2 separate regions of the Mus musculus genome follow, and region 2 is linked to region 1. The links are chromatin contacts, called in public HiChIP or PLAC-seq maps. All regions are on one chromosome and are shown on one strand. Each heading gives the region's core, a stretch centred on a gene start, on an enhancer-like site or on the middle of the called end of the contact. The rest is flanking DNA. Distances are from core to core; before and after follow the strand shown.

Region 1 (5,220 bases), core at 2,581-5,080:
ATATCCACCTGCCTCCCTGTCTCTGCATTTATTTATTTATTTATTTATTTATTTATTTGTTTATTTATTTATTTATTTATTTATTTATTTATTTATAACGTGCATGAATAGCGAGGTAGTTGGTGGCAGGTGGATTTCTGTGAGTTCAAGGCCACCAGTCTGGTATACAGATCAAATTCCAAGACAGCCAGCTCTCCACAGAAAACCCCTGTCTCAAACAACCAAACAACAACAACAAAGTGTATGTACAGCGCTTGTGTATACCACACGTATGCTGGTGCCTATGGAAGGCACAGGAAGGCATTCTATTCCATGGAACTGGAGTTACTGCTGTTAGTGAGCCATCTGATGTGGGCGCTTGAAGCCAAATTCAGGCCTTCGGGATGAGCAGGACAAGCTCTTAACTGCTGAGCCATCTCCTGCCCCGTGCGAGCATCCTTAGCGTTTCTGGCTCTCTGCCCATTTGTGTATCCTGCTGTCTAGGATTACCTCAAAGATAGTCCTTGTCAGAGGCAGGTCTGACTCCCTGCCCACGTTAAGTAGTCAAACATTCGGGACTTCAGCCCATGAATTTAAACCCTCCTCTCAACTCTGGAATGACAGGTCATCTGTGGCTTGGCCTTTTTGTTGAGGATCAGAGGTTGGAGGTCAGCCTCGGCGACATAGCACATCTGAGGCCCGTGTAGTCTCATGAGGTAGGCATTTTTGGTTTCACAGGAAGGAAATTGAAGACGAATGTACCCACAAGTGTCCAAGCAAGGAAGTGGCTAGACCACTTAAAAAAAAAAAAAAAAAAAAAAAAAAAAGTGGGGCTGGTGAGATGGCTCAGCGGTTAAGAGCACCAACTGCTCTTCCAAAGTTCAAATCCCAGCAACCACATGGTGGCTCCCAACCATCCGTAACGAGATCTGACTCCCTCTTCTAGAGTGTCTGAAGACAGGTACAGTGTACTTACATGTAATAAATAAATTATGTGGTTGCTGGGATTTGAACTCCAGACCTTCGGAAGAGCAGTCGGGTGCTCTTACCCACTGAGCCATCTCACCAGCCCCAATAAATTTTTTTTTTAAAGTGCCGGGCGTAGTGGCACACGCCTTTAATCCCAGCACTCGGGAGGCAGAGGCAGGCGGATTTCTGAGTTCGAGGCCAGCCTGGTCTACAGAGTGAGTTCCAGGCCAGCCAGGACTACACAGAGAAATCCTGTCTCGAAAAAACAAAAAAACAACAACAAAAAAAACTTATTTGTTGTGTATGATGTTCATGTGTGTGGGCACACGTGACAGAGCATGTAGGCAGAGGTCAGAGAACATAGTACTGAAGTTGGCTCTCTTCTAGCTGGGGATCAACCTCAGGTCCTTAGGCTGGGTGGCATTGTCTTTACTCGATGAACCATCTCAGCAGGCCTGTCTCCTTTTGGTCTCCTATTTCCTATTGCCCAGGTAAACCTCCATCGCCTTGAGCTCCTCCCTTCAACCCACCCCCACTCCTGTCTCAGGCTCCTATGCGCCAGGCAGGCTGCGTTTGAGTCTATCTTATGCCTATATATGTCCTGTATCTGACCCTCATGTAAAGGCTAAATTTCAACTCATAATGACTCATAAAACCTTACAGTTAAAGAGCCTCAAAGGCCTACACCCAACCCCTGTCTCCTACAGGAAAGCCCTTCAGCTGGGCACCCAGCCCTCCATTAAAAATCACCAGCAGTGGAGAATCCACCGCACCTCGGGGTAGTCCCCCACACCCACGGAAAGTTCCTCCACCCTGAGCTGAGAGAGTCAGAATAGCAATACTTTATTTCTAGAAACAGAGAGAGGGGTTCCCCATGAACTCTGGGGAGGTGGGGGGGAAATGACTCAACAAAGAGAGAGGCCTCATTGGGTGCTGCACCTTCAGGGATGGAAGCGGCCACAGCCATGGGCAAAGGGGTGGAACTAAACTGTGGGAGGACTCTGGAGAGGTGAGTGGGAGGACTCAGCCCAGGAACACATACACACACACACACACACACACACACACACACACACACACACACACACACACACCCGCAGTGCTCCTTTCTGTTCCCCTCCTGCCCGGTGCACCTGGGAAGGCAACAGTGGGGCAACAGTGGGTGGACACAGCCCAGACACCAAGTCAGCGGGATTTGTGGTTTTTCATGGCCTCAAATGCCAAACGGAAGTATACTTTATTATCTTAGTCTCTCCTTCCCTCCCTCCCTCCCTCCCTCCTTCTCTTTCTCTGTCTCTCTGTCTCTGTCTCTCTGTCTCTCTGTCTCTCTGTCTCTCTCTCTCTTTCTCTCTCTCTCTCTCTCTCTCTCTCTCTCTCGTGTGTGTGTGTGTGTGTGTGTGTGTGTCTATATGTCTGTGCATGTTCAAAAAGCCAGAGAAAGCCGGGCAGTGGTGGCGTATGCCTTTAATCCCAGCACTCGGGAGGCAGACACAGACGGATTTCTGAGTTTGAGGCCAGCCTGGTCTACAGAGTGAGTTCCAGGACAGCCAGGGCTACACAGAGAAACCCTGTCTCGAAAAACAAACAAGCAAACAAAGAAAGAAAAAAAAAAAAACCCAAAAGAGGCAGGGCGTGGTGGCGCACACCTTTAATCCCAGCACTCGGGAGGCAGAGGCAGGCAGATTTCTGAGTTCCAGGACAGCCTGGTCTACAAAGTGAGTTCCAGGACAGCCAGAGCTATACAGAGAAACCCTGTCTCAAAAAAAAAAAAAAAAAAAAAAAAAAAAGTGGGGCTGGTGAGATGGCTCAGCGGTTAAGAGCACACACACACACACACACACACACACACACACACAAAAAAAGAAAAACAAAAGAAAGAAAGAAATATGGGCAGGGGATGGTGAAATGGCTCAGCAGATAAGAGCACTGACTGCTCCTGAGTTCAAATCCCAGCAACCAAATGGTGGCTCACAACCACCTGTAATGAGATCTGATGCCCTCTTCTGGTGTGTCTGAAGACAGCTACAGTGTACTTATGTATAATAATAAATAAATCTAAAAAAAAAAAAAAAAGAAGAAGAAAGAAAGAAAGATGGGCAGTCGTGGTTTAATGTTCAGCTCCGGGTACCGGTCAGCAGACCTTGGTAAATACTCAACCTCTTTGCCTTGCCGTCTACCGACACTTTTCTTGTTTGTTTTGTTTTGTTTTTCCAGACAGGGTTTCACTATATAGTTCTGAGTTCTGACTATCCTGGAACTCTCTCTGGCCTTGAACTCTGAGATCCATCTGCCTGTAACTTCCAAGTACTGAGATTAAGGGTGTATGCCACTGCCGGGGGTGGGCAATGGTGGGGTGGGGGTGGGGTGGGGTGAAAGGAGTAGGAAATGTGGGGGTGGGAGGGTGTGGGGTGGGAGGAGCAGGCGTGCTGGGGAGGCAGAGGCAAGCAGATCTCTGTGAGTTCCAGGCCACAGGGTCTAAAAAGCTAATCCAGGACAGCCAGTGTTGTGTTACACAAAGAAACCCTGTCTTGAAAAGCCACCAACTCTCTGAGAGTTCGTATCTTTAAACATGAATTCAGAGTGGCCCTTGGTTTGTGGTGCTGTTGTTGTTTTGGGGGTTTGGTTTGAGTTTTATACAGGTGACACAAAGATGGCAGAGAAGTAGCTCAGGCTAACACATAGCCACGGGCCCCTCCCTCCCTCCCAGATCACAGGCTCCAGCCTCCTAGGTCAGGACCTCTCCTCATTCTCTTTTTGGGGAAACAAAACTAAAGCCATTTGTAAAACCTGGAGAGGAGGGGGCCTCGGTAAAGTCTTTCACAAGGCCTTCGCTCCCCCCTTCCTGCCCCCAAACCGCTCTCCGAGCTCTAGCTCCTCTGTGTGACTCAACCTGAGACTGCTTTTTATAAGTCACTTCCTCTGCCGCTTCTCTGCTGTGGCTCCACACCTGCCCCCGAGGCTGTGGGCGGAGTTGAGAAATCAAGAGGCAGATTACACACGGGTCTGACCTGAGCCTGAAACTTGTATCTGGGAAGGGCCTGTGGCCACTCTCCCCTGGCAGGAAACGCTCCCTGGGGCTGGATTTAGCTGGGTCCAGTCACTCTGACTGTTGCTATGGAGCATTAACTACAGGGCCTCTGCAGGGGCTTCTGAGGGAGGGGCATTCAAGTAGAGACTAACTGTAAAACTTGAGTGGGGGTTGTGTTTTGTTTTGTTTTGTTTTGTTTTGTTTTGTTTTTGTTTGTTTTTTTGAGACAGGGTTTCTCTGTATAGCCCTGGCTGCCCTGGAACTCACTTTGTAGACCAGGTTGGCCTCGAAGTCAGAAATCCACCTGCCTCTGCCTCCCGAGTGCTGGGATTAAAGGCATCCGCCACCACGCCCGGAGAGTTGGGGTTCTTACGCAGTCTTCTGGCCTCTAAACCTCAGATCTTACAGGTAGCTGCAGAGCGTCCTCTGTGGGTCAGGACTGGAATTCCAGCTTCCTGGGAGGCTGAGACAGGAGGATCCAAATTCAATGTTATCTAGAGCAATTTACTGTGACTATCTTAAACTAAAAAGCAAAGATAGGCCTGAGGACATAGCTTAGGGGTATGGTACTTGCTTAGCATAGGTAAGGACCTAGGTTCAATCCCCACTGGGGAAATAGTTGAATGAGAGTTGGGTCAAGGCTCTGGTAGTGACCATGAGCAGAAGAAACGGGAACACAGCACAGAGACTTCCTAACCCAGGCTATGGGTTATCATCCTAATTTGGGAGGTAGAGGCAGGAGGGTCAGGAGTTCCAGGCTGTCCTTGGCTAGGTAATTTGAGATCCTGTTTCTAAACAACACAAACAAATTACCAAACAAAGAAGAATGTCTGCCAGGAGCCATGGCATACAACTTGAATCCCAGCACCCAGGAGACAGAGGCAGGGGGATCTCCATGACTTTGAGGCCAGCCAGATTATAATTTCCTTGTAGATCAGGCTTGCCTTGAACTCACAGAGATCCACCTACCTCTGCAAGGTCATCACATCACAGGACATCTATGCCTGATGAGTTTTCTTCCATTTTCAGGTCTGAAATATACTACCATAGCCCATGCTGACCTTGGATCTGTTATGTAGGTCAGCCTGGCCTCGAACTCACAATTCTCTTGCCTCCTTCTCCTGAGTACTGGAATCACAGGCATGTGTCATCGTGCCCAGGTAAGATCACAGAGTTCTAGCCGGGCGTGGTGGCGCACTCGGGAGGCAGAGGCAGGCGGATTTTTGAGTTCGAGGACAGCTTGG
Region 2 (5,084 bases), core at 2,583-5,082, 110 kb after region 1:
AGAAATGAGTGTTCCAGCATCAAGGAATAATCTTCAAGACTGGAGCATGTCTAGTTGGATTGAGGCCCACTTTTCACTGGTTCTCTTGCTCTGACCCCTGGGATGCTACTGCAGCGCTGTGGTAGTCTTCCTTCTTATCTATGGTTCTGCTTTCTGAGGTTTTAGGTACCAACACTCTACTCCTATCTGAAAAGTCTATGGAAAACTCCATGTCTTTGGGAGACAAAGGAGCTGGGGGTCTGAACTTAGTCTTTCTGCTTGTGCACTTATAATTTGTTGTTGCAAATGATTTATTACTGTTAACCTCTTGGTACATGTTATATATAAATTAAATTTCTTCAGCCATGTATGTATTGAAAAGTGTGTGTGAGAGTGAGTTGAGTGAACATGTATATTATGTGCAGTTTTAGATAGGGAGGGACTGTTATATGATTATTTTATTCTCTATCTCAGTTATTTCAGGCTGGCTCATATAGCTAAGAAATACATGAGTTTTTTGCTTTGTTTTGTTTTTGTTTGTTTCTTGCTTGTTTTCCCTGTACTGGGAATCAAGTCCAGGTCTTCATACTAGACAAACACCGAGAGCCACGAGTCTTAGCTCACGCTGCGCATGCGTGCGTTCCTGCTCTCCGTCCTAGGTTTTGAGATAGTATTCTTCCCTGGACCTGGAGCTTGCTATTTCTGCTACCCCAGCATCGAGGTTATAGACACCCATTCTGTGCTTGGCATCTACACAGGAGCTGGGGGTCTGAACTTAGTCTTTCTGCTTGTGCAGCAAGTACTCTAACCACTGGGCAAGCTCCTTAATCCTTTCCGTGTGTCTGTGTGTCTGTCTTGTCTTTCTATCTATCTTCCTTCCATTCTTTTTAGATAGTTTCTCACCTTGTTTCTCAAAGCTGTCATCAAACTGCAATTCTCCTTTGGTCTTTTGAGTAGTGGAATGATTATTGTGAATGAAATACAACATACCTGGCTATTCTTTCTCTCCCCCTTCCCCCATGTGGATGTATGTTTTGAGATAGACTTTGACTATGTAGACCTGGCTGGCCTCTGATTCAGTGGAAATCTCCAATTGATCTGCCTGTTTCTCCCTCTGTGCTCAGTTACCTTTCTATTTTGATGAAGAAACTGAGGGATATAGAGTTAGAAATACCATGGGCAAAGCTCTCAGTCCTTTTGCTCAGCAAGGCCGTACATGTTTTCTGTTTCTTTGTAACAGAATCCTGGCTGTCCTCAGACTCAGCAAGATCATCCACCTTTGCCTCCCAAGGGCTGGGTTTAAAGGTGTGCCCGACCTTCACTGGCCTCTGGGGCCTTTTTAGTCTCTCAGTCCGGTATTTTGCAATCTGAAGACCTTCTCCTTAAAATATGAGATCTTGCATACAGTTCTAGCTTCCTAGAGTTTATGAAGTTAAGGGTGCACACAGTACGTGGACGCCTGACCCTGTCTCCTCACCACCGACTCAGACCCCGGATGGTAGGATTGGGACCCAGAACCTGAGTGAGTTAAAGTTGATTCACTTTTTTTTCTTTGTAATTTTTTTATTAGATATTTTCTTCATTTACATTTCAAATGCTATCCCCCAAATCCCCTATGGCCTCCCCCGTGATTCAGTCTTCTGTCTGTGCCTTCCCATGGAGCTGCTGTAAGAAACTGGGATTGCAGCTTCTGCCTCAGCGTGCTCTCCCCGGACTGCTGTGGCTGTCTTATCCTGGAGAATTGTAAACCAGATCTATCAGATAGATAACCTTTCAGTTTTTACTTGTTCTCTTGGGGCCTTACCCTGTTTTTATGGCCCTGTGTTCCTTTTTTAGATCTGTGGGCAGTTGTTGCTGCTGTTGTTGAGATAGGTTTTCTCTATTTTGTAGCTCTGGCTGTCCTAGAATTTACTTTGTAGATCAGACTGGCCTTGAACGATGAAAGATCAGCCTGCCTCTGCTAGGGTTAAATACATTGACTACAGCACACAGCAAGAGGAATATTTTTATGAAAAAGTTGCTTGTTTGCCTTAGAGACTATAGTTGGAAGTACGGAAACTGGAAAGTCTGTCACAAGGCAGTCTTCCTCTGTAAAGGGTGGCTGCTGAAAGTGCCCTGGACAGACAGACAGTTTTCTCATTTGTTGGGAAATTCATTAGTTTTCCTAGCTGCTTTATATGAAGCACTCTTTCTGGTGCCAGTGAAGAAGTGAAGAAATAACAGGCGCCTGGTTGTGGCTTTTCTGGCATGATTGTTTGGGTGGGTAGCCGTGAGGGGTTATTAAAATTGGCTCTCATCTGTAAGTTTCATTAGGTGGTTTAGTGACTTTTTCTTTAGTCTTCTTTTCTCAACACTAACAAGCTTTCTATGGCCCTTTGGTCTGGATAGGACTCCATAGTTAACTCTTTCTGATGTTGAGTTAGAATCTAGCTCTGGGAGGGTGTCTGGGTGCCTAATCCAGGCCATCCTTTGAATTTTCTGTGTCCTGAGTGCTGGGACTATAGCTATGCATGGGGCATGCCCAGCTTGTTCAGTATCATTATGAGGTAGTGTGGATTTGGAAGGACTGGAAGGATCTCAGTTCTGGTGGCTGCCTTTATCTGATAAATTGGAAGTGTGCTCTTATTCTCCTTTTAAACGTAGGGAAATTTGAAAGAATTTAATACAACAAAACGTACTTTGGGGGATGGTGGTTGCAAATTAGCAGCCACATAGGCAGATGACCAGAATTTGAATGAAGTGTTTTTATCTTCTGTAAAGAAGTAAATTGGCACGTGGTCTCCAGATTATATATAACGCGGCTCCCAGGACGTGTGGGTTTGACTCTGGATAAAATGTTAGCGTACTTCCATTTCTCCATGGATGAGATGGCTTTGATGAGGCTCAATAGGAGGGTAGGGTAGGGGGGGTAGGTTATTGTCCTGGCATGTAGTCATGTTTCCCCTGTTTAAAAGTACAACACAGGGCTGGTATGGTATAACTGCCTGTAGTCTCAGCACTACTGATGATCATTTGAGCCAAAGAGTTAGAAACCAGCCTGGACAAGATAGCAAAACACTATCAAATGAACAAAACAACACCCCATCCTATAGTCCCTTATTCAGGGTCTCAGGACAGAGCTGATGTCAGCTGATTTCATAGTACTTCCTCTTGGATTGGTTCAGATCATACCAGTCCTCAGCCCCATGGTGAATGGGAGGAAGTGGAGGTAGGCAGAGATGGCCTGTAGCTATAGAGAAAAGGGACAGTGGAATGATTTATGCTGCTCAATTTATGTACTAGGGAGCAAGGCTGCTCTTGCAGAAGTCCCTTTAGTCCTAAGATCTAAGTGATTTCTGTGGAGCTGGCAGGGAAAGTAAAAAGCCTGTTGGTTGGGAGAGGCCTTAACTTTTGTACTTATCTCTGCCTGGAGTGCCCTTAACAGAGGAGGGTCCCCTCCGGGAACTGATCAACAGCTGCTGCCAGTCCCTAGAATCACAGGAAGTGGAGGCCTGGTGCCTTTGTATAGAAGCTCTGCAGCCAGACAATAGTTTGTGCTGGCGGGGCCATGTGGCGAGTCACGTGACCCGAGGCTGTATTCTGCTGGGGTCCTTACCCATCTGTTCTCTCGGCTCTTTCTGGGTTATCAGGCGCCAGTCCAAGTCTTCCCAGGCAGCCAGCTTCATGGCCAGAGATTACGAGCACTAACCTTCCTGGCAGGGTCGGTGTGGCTTCGAGTTTATGCAGATTAGCCATGTGTTTCTCACTTCAAGGCGGTCCACAGGAAAAGCCTTTTCCTGTGTTTGGCTCTCAGTGGGCGGTTCCCAGCTTACTGTACTGGGACTCAAGCTGCAGGCACGCACGAGAGGGATCACAGTACACTGCCCCCCCCTCCACCTCCAATGCTACGTCACCACAACACAACCACTCACGCTCTCATACTGTTGGTGTCATTCATTCCGTGCCAAGATTGCTTTAAAAAATTCCCTTGGCCCCAGTTCAAACAGGAGTACAGCTGGGATGTGTTAGATTTTAGGCAGTCTGCCCTCAATTTGAGATGAGTTATAAATAGCAGTGCCGACTTCCTTAACTACCGCTCTCTGAGGTAAAATGCAGGTTAATTACTGTGGGAATCAATTAGGGGCTTCTTTCGGTTAAAGAGCCAGGGATGCATTTTTATTGTTATTATTAAAACTCATAAACAAATCTGGCCAGGAATAAATTGAAAGCACGAGAAGTACAAAATAATATTTGGAGGCCCAAAATCCAAGGGTATGGCTCTAGGTTTATCCTGGCACCGACTAGTTGGCATCTAGAGCGGAAAACACAAGTGTGTGCTGGTCAGGACTTCTCCTTTCCAAAGATGGAGGCTCTTGGCAGTCCCTGGCCCAACCTTTCATTTTGTTCTTTCGAGTCTTTGGCACAGCTAGGCATAAAAGTTGGCCCTTACCTCCGCTTCTGGTCACCTCTTCTCTGTATCTTTGGCTTCTGACTGTCCATTCTCTCGCAGACTTATTTCAGGATCAGAGATTGTTTTTCCTGGTGCCACTACCACATGGTGTGGGGAGTAATATCTCTTGGTACTCAGAAGTTTTAGTGCGTGCCTGGTTTTGTCTCCTCTTTCAGTGGCTTATGGTCAGATAGAGAATTTGCAACTATGTTTAATATTTTGAGTGTCCCAAAAGTGGTTACTTTTGACTATCTGACACCTAGCCTTGATGAACCTTAAAGCTCAACTTGTTACTTTCAGCAGTTCACAAGGCCACTGTGGCCTTTTCCTGTACATTAAGAACTTGTGAGTGATTCCAGAGCCAGGTGGTCCGGAGGTGCCATTTGCTGGAAGCAGGGAACTCTGCAAGTTGTTAGTGTGCAAGCTGTTTGCACTGAATATACTCGGAAGGATAGGCCTGCACCGGCACCTTTGATGCCCCGAACCGCATTCATTTCATTTGTCAGGCACTTTATAGCTTGGCCAGTGATCTGCAAGGAGCTAAGTGGTGGACTACCCCCCCACCCTTATTTTTATTTTTTTATGAATGCAGGAGAGTATATAGCAGGGGGCCTGGCTTGCCTGATGAAGGGCCAGCATTTTCCTCTCAATTACGTGTCTGTGAGGCAGAGCCTTT

The links. HiChIP or PLAC-seq counts read pairs in DNA pulled down with a chosen protein or histone mark.
Region 2: a BATF HiChIP or PLAC-seq map of CD8 T cells shows a contact between it and region 1, with 14 read pairs. The contact joins two enhancer-like sites. A contact is called at or near these places in 3 of 484 Hi-C or Micro-C datasets (bone marrow-derived macrophages, embryonic fibroblasts and liver), 10 of 115 datasets of contacts at active chromatin or transcription factors (CD8 T cells, the HPC-7 cell line, Th17 cells and 6 more) and 3 of 9 other capture datasets (adipose tissue, liver and pancreatic islet).

Annotation. Positions count from the first base shown.
Region 1 is chr4:133,839,896-133,845,115 of GRCm38.p6, reverse strand. No RefSeq gene overlaps it. Among named protein-coding and RNA genes, the nearest start is that of Gm12974, 26 kb to the right of the region's middle. Within about 2 kb of position 3,830, at least 180 of the 459 cell types and tissues checked have an H3K27ac peak or open chromatin away from gene starts, as enhancers often do. A contact at or near this core is called in CD8 T cells, the HPC-7 cell line, Th17 cells and 2 more, where this site is marked.
Region 2 is chr4:133,728,434-133,733,517 of GRCm38.p6, reverse strand. The region is part of intron 1 of Arid1a (AT rich interactive domain 1A (SWI-like)); the gene reads left to right. Among named protein-coding and RNA genes, the nearest start is that of Mir7227, 14 kb to the right of the region's middle. Within about 2 kb of position 3,832, at least 299 of the 459 cell types and tissues checked have an H3K27ac peak or open chromatin away from gene starts, as enhancers often do. A contact at or near this core is called in CD8 T cells, the HPC-7 cell line, Th17 cells and 2 more, where this site is marked.